2 separate regions of the Mus musculus genome follow, and region 2 is linked to region 1. Evidence: chromatin contacts called from public Hi-C data. All regions are on one chromosome and are shown on one strand. Each heading gives the region's core, a stretch centred on a gene start, on an enhancer-like site or on the middle of the called end of the contact. The rest is flanking DNA. Distances are from core to core; before and after follow the strand shown.

Evidence for each region. A called contact is a pair of places that touch in the nucleus more often than the background predicts.
Region 2: a contact with region 1 is called in a Hi-C map of the N1E-115 cell line, with 33 times the contacts expected there. The contact joins two enhancer-like sites. A contact is called at or near these places in 1 of 39 promoter capture datasets (hippocampal neurons) and 16 of 484 Hi-C or Micro-C datasets (the N1E-115 cell line, adipose-derived mesenchymal stem cells, cardiomyocytes and 9 more).

The regions. Positions count from the first base shown.
Region 1 is chr6:35,379,487-35,382,291 of GRCm38.p6, reverse strand. No RefSeq gene overlaps it. Among named protein-coding and RNA genes, the nearest start is that of Gm38789, 32 kb to the left of the region's middle. Within about 2 kb of position 1,376, at least 83 of the 459 cell types and tissues checked have an H3K27ac peak or open chromatin away from gene starts, as enhancers often do. A contact at or near this core is called in the N1E-115 cell line, where this site is marked.
Region 2 is chr6:36,688,381-36,691,130 of GRCm38.p6, reverse strand. No RefSeq gene overlaps it. Among named protein-coding and RNA genes, the nearest start is that of Ptn, 120 kb to the left of the region's middle. Within about 2 kb of position 1,325, at least 2 of the 459 cell types and tissues checked have an H3K27ac peak or open chromatin away from gene starts, as enhancers often do. A contact at or near this core is called in the N1E-115 cell line, where this site is marked.

The DNA.
Region 1 (2,805 bases), core at 127-2,626:
ACAGTTTGTGAGGCTAAAAGATGAAGCCACTGTGCAATATGCTACTCTTGATTCAGGTGTGGAATAAAAAACAATCCCAGCAGCTCGCAGCCTGCTCAGAACTGAGCAGGAAGAACAGCACTGCTTCAACCGAAAACCCCATAGCCCACTTTCCAATCCTCGTACCTATAAAAGCAGGGTACAAAGAGCATAGCTGAGGGGCTCAGGGAGGGCTCCCGGCTTCCTGGGGAGGGGACTGGATCTGTAGCGTTGGGTGCCGCAGAGGAAATGTCCAGGAACCCAGGCCATTGGCGTCTGAGGAAAATGGAAGCCCCTAAGCAAAGGTATGCGGCCTGGGAAGACTGTCAAAGCAGGGCTGAATATGTATGAGCAGAAGAGGAAACTGAGGCACCACCAGTAGCAGCTGAACCAGTAGGTAACCATGGAAGTGCAAGCTACAGGGCCATCAGCCAACCCAGCCTAGGTTGGGTGCTGGTATGGGGCGGCGCTTAAGGGAGGGAAAGTTAGTGTGTGTGACCAAAGTGGTTTGAAAGAGAAAGCTTGTGTTTGGGCCAAGACCCACTCCAGAAAATGCCAATGACCTAAAGTGGGTAGACAGGCGCTCAAATCTGTACCAAGCTGCCAGGGTGGCAAGCTTCCTCTTTACAGCCCTTAGAATTCACAGGGTTTTACTGTCAGTGTGGATCAGTGGTGTGTAGATGATGTGGAAAGTGTCCCAAGCAGGAGGGACAAGGCAGTCCAAGAACTCAGCATCTATAAAGGAGTCTCAGCCATCTCCTATGTCTTCCATCTGGACCATGAAGAGCGATTTGGTCACATCCTAGAGCTTCAGGGTCAATCTTAATATCCCCCCAACACCCTTAGTCTCCAAACACAAGACTCCCGGCTGAGCTGGGTGTATTTCTACTCCCTTCCCCTCCCCTACACTGGCAATAATTAATGCTGACACAAATGGCCACAGAAGACACATTCCTAAGGCTGTGGACCACTGATTTTGACCTTAATGTTGCTCTTCTCAAGCTAACTGCCCAAATGCAATGGATTAGAGCAGGCAAACAGAAGCCAGCCCTCAGGCAGCTGGCTCAACGTTTAGTACCTCTCCCCTTTCGCAAGTTTCCTTTCTCCTGGGAAGAGAGTGCCATCTAGTGGGCAATTAGTGAACTTACATATGCCACTCCACTTTTTTCCGTTCTTCCTTTCTTTTTTAAGTTATTTTATTTATTTATATTCCAGTCGTTGACCTCCTCCCCCACCCCCCCGTCCCTCCGACCCACCATTCCTCATCCTATTCCTCCTCCCACTTGCCTCCCAGAGGGTGCTCCCAACCTCCAGCAGGCCTCCCCCTTCCCTGGGTCCTCAAGTCTCTTGGAGGAGTAAGTGCATCTTCTCCCACTGAGGCCAGACCAGGCAGACCTCCGCTGTATATGTGCCAGGGGCCTCAGACCTGGCTGTGTATGCTCCTGGTTGGTGGCTCCGTCTCTGGGAGCTCCCTGGGTTCTGTGTTAGTCGAGTCTGCTGGTCTTCCTATGAGGTCGCCCTCCCTTTCAGATTCTTCAATCTTTCCTTTAATTCAACCTTAATTCAGTCCAATGGTTGGGTGTAATTATCTGCCTCTGTCTCGATCAGCTGCTGGTAGAGCCTCTCAGAAGACAGGTATGCCAGGCATATGCAAAGACCTGATTTCATCCTTGAAGCGACTCTGTAACCATCTACTACCAGTAGTTAAGAGCACTGGCTGCTCTTCCAGAGGACCTGGGCACAATTCCTCAGCACCCTCATGACTCTATACAACTATCTAGAACTCCAGTTCCAGGGGATCTGTAGGCACCAGGCATGTATGTGGTGTACAGAAATACATTCAGGCAAAATAACCATACACACACACACACACACACACACAAATAATAAGTAATAGTAGTAGTAATAATAATAGGAATAATAATAACAGCAACAATAATATTTTTTTAATTAAAGAAAGGGGAACTGGGTGGAATTGTTTTCTTTCCGCTGTGTGTGGTATAATAAATGTGCTTCCATCCACCCAGAAATGCAACTCCTTGCCCATTGCAAGGACAGCATGTGGGCCCTGCCTGAGGAGGGAAGGAGGGAGTTCCTAAGCTGAGAGAGTCAGCAAGCTGGAACACTCAAGGCTGAGAAAGACAAGTTAAGGGTTTTGACAGATAGGAGGCACTGTTCTGCTAGAGACTGAAGAGGGTGACCCAAGGGCGCCACCTGCTGCCGGCAACCAGCGCGAGGCCCCTCCCGCTTTCACTATGGGTCGCTCTGGTTCCCTTGTTTGCTTTGCTCTGATTCGATGTTCAAAGGCAGTGGGGGGTTGTTGATGTTTTGGATGAAGAATGGGCCTTCTGAGAAACAGAATTCTTCCAGCCTAGACTGTAAGGGATCGCGAACAGGGAAGCAACGTTCGGGGTATGCCCCCTTAGCAAGAAACCATGTGAATTTTTTTTTTCTTTTTCTGGTTTTCTTTGTGACTGTGCTGGAGCTCCAACCCAGAGCTTTGTGCTCTTGCACTCAACCACCGAGCCACACTCCCAGCTCCTTGCTTTTTAAGACAGAGCCTCATTATGTAGCTGAAGACGGGAGACAGAGGCAGGGGGTGGCAGGTTACAGAACCTAACAGCTGGCTAGACCATGTCATGTTAATCAATCTCAGCCTGACAAAGGCAATGTATTTTCTTTGGAGTCATCTAGGTGAGAGGAGGCAGATAGCTCAGAGACCCCAATCCTTTCTCTGTCTACTGTCCCTGAGAGGCAATGAAGACTAAAGCTTGCAAAACAGTCTGC
Region 2 (2,750 bases), core at 76-2,575, 1.3 Mb before region 1:
CCTCTGGCACCCAAACACTGTTATGTTGTTTACAACATAATGACAGCGTTCCAAAATATTAGAAATGCACAATGTTGGTGCTTGGAATTGTGAAGCTAATAAAATGGTAAGAATATGTGTGCCGAGAAGAACATTCAATATTCAAAATTACGTCTTCAAGGCTTTTTTATTTTAGAAAAAAGAGAAAATTCCCCAAGTACACTGCTATGGTGTCAGATGGATGACATCAAAGATGAGTTATTAACCATGTTTTAGATCCTGTAGCCAAGTTAATGTGGTTATTGGTTGTGGGCAATATAGATTTATCGATTAATGATACATAAAAATATATTGCCCTTAAAAATATAGGGCTGAAATGTTAGGTGTAATGGCTTCTACATGCCATCTAGACAAAGGCTCCTCTTACTTCATGGTTAGTGATAGACTGAAAAATAGTCTGAATTGTTCTGAGTGTTATCAAGCAACCACTCTAGAGTTAAGTTGCTCTTTCTGTATGTTGGGTATTTCTAACACAATATTGTTGATTCTATTCTTCTTGCCCTTGTTATATTTTAATCAATGATATGACTAAGTACTTAGAAAACATAGTTACTGAATTAGTACATGATAAAAAATTGAAGAGTAGCTTACATGACAAATTTCAGAATGAAGTTTTAAAATGATTGTGATGAACCTAATCCAAAATAATGACACTTAATGAAGCTAAGCTGTCTTGTAATATAGGCAAAATAATGACATTTACAACGGGATTGGGAGGACTGTTCTTTGAAAGAGTTTGCATAAAAGTACTCTGGGACTCTAGTTTACTGTAAAGAAAATCCTCCCACTCCGAGGTATACTTTACTTAAATGGAAGTTTGGATCCCCCAATGAAATTTGGTGGCAGATGATCTCTGAGGGAAAGACATGTGGACACCAAAATAGAGCAGATGAAAAGAGGGCTTCAGTGAGCCAGGGGCTGCCAATCTGATGAGACTTTTATAGCCTATCTTTCATTTTCCTGCTTTTTGAAATGAACATCCCAGAACAACAAAGGCATTCATTGACCTGTGGTAATTTCCATCTCCCAAATTTTATTCTGGCTTTCTATACATCTCTCTTTTCCATCAACTCATTCTGAAGTTCTTTGCTTTCACTTTCCCTATGTTAATATTTCTAGGGAGGAGGATGGGAGGAGGGAAGCCTTAACTTCCCTAAAGCCTTGAGGGCTGACTGGGGTTGCAAGTCATTTTATAAACCAGCAGTTTTTTCTAGTTCTGTGATAATAAAATAATCTCTGTTTCAGGTGTGAGGTTTATGCATCCATGTTGACTGGACCTGTGATCTGACTCTCTCTCCCTCTTTCCCTTTCTGCCTCTCTCTCTCTCTCTCTCCCTCTCTCTCTCTCTCTCTCTCATTTATAATCTTCCAAGAAACAGAGAAAATATTTAAATGTTTATAAAACTATTTATATTTGGAGGGGATATCAGTGAGGAAAGTGTCTTGGTTGCTTATTTCTCTCTGCAAAGAATATTTCTAACGTTTAAGGGCATTTTCATTTCAGCGTGAAAGAAGACACACACAGCACACACACACACACACACACACACACACACACACACACACACATGCACACCCTCTGAACAGCTAAGCAGGCTTACCATAGAATCAGTGGGTTGTTGTTTAAAACACAGTTTCTACCTAAACCACAGCTTGTCCCAAATTACTTTTTTCCCTCCTCTTCTTACCTTGACTGCTGAGTCCATCCTACATTCTGTGCATGAATTGCCTAGGCAATGAAGATGTATAATCAATCACTGGCTGGAAGGAGATGAGGAGATCCTTCAGGAAGAGCTGGCTAATCCCCAAGGTAAGGCTCTGAGGAGACTGAGGGCTGGTCAGAGAAACACTCTCTATTGCTCATAAGACAGGGGGACACATTTTCCTCCTCATCCAGGTCATACCAACAGTTCTAATTTGGATCCTGGGCTAATGCTATAAGAGTTAGTTAACCAAGAATCTGAAACTAGATAGCCCAGGGTCCTAGGGTAAAACCAAATACTATGATTCTACTAAAACCATGTAGCAATAAAAGGACTCTTAATGACCTTCTGTTCTACTCATAGATCAGGGCCTTGCTTAGCCATCATCAAAGAAATTTTCTCCTGCAGAAGAGAGATGCTAACACAGAGATCTACAGAGAGACAGCCAGACATGACACAGACACTGAGAGACCTTGGAACACTCAGCCAAAATGGGAAAATTCTCTCAAATTCCTTCCCTCAGGGTTAGGGAAATCTTGTGGAAGAGGAGGCAGAAAAGAGTATAAGAGCCAGAGGCGATGGAGATCACCAAGGTAACAAGGGCATTCAAAACAGAACAGGTCTGAGGTGCATGTGAACTCAGTGACAGAAGCCACATGTACGGGGACTGCATGAGACTATAACAGATGGGGTCCTAGATCTGAAAGGAGTAGGTACACATGCCCCATGCCTGACCCAGAAGCTAACTCCGACGAATAATTACTTGAAAGTAAAAATTTAGTTTTCTCCAAGGAAGGCTCACTGGGAAAATTACTCTTATGGGCAGGCTGCATGCGCAGCAGTAGATGGCCAATATAGCATTAACTCAGCAACTTCTTTGGTGGTTCCTTGTCTCATAATGTCAGGTTGGGGCCCCTTATTGTTTTAAATTGTGTCATATATATATATATATATATATATATATATATATATATATATATAATGTTTTGTCCTATTCTGAGGTGTTACT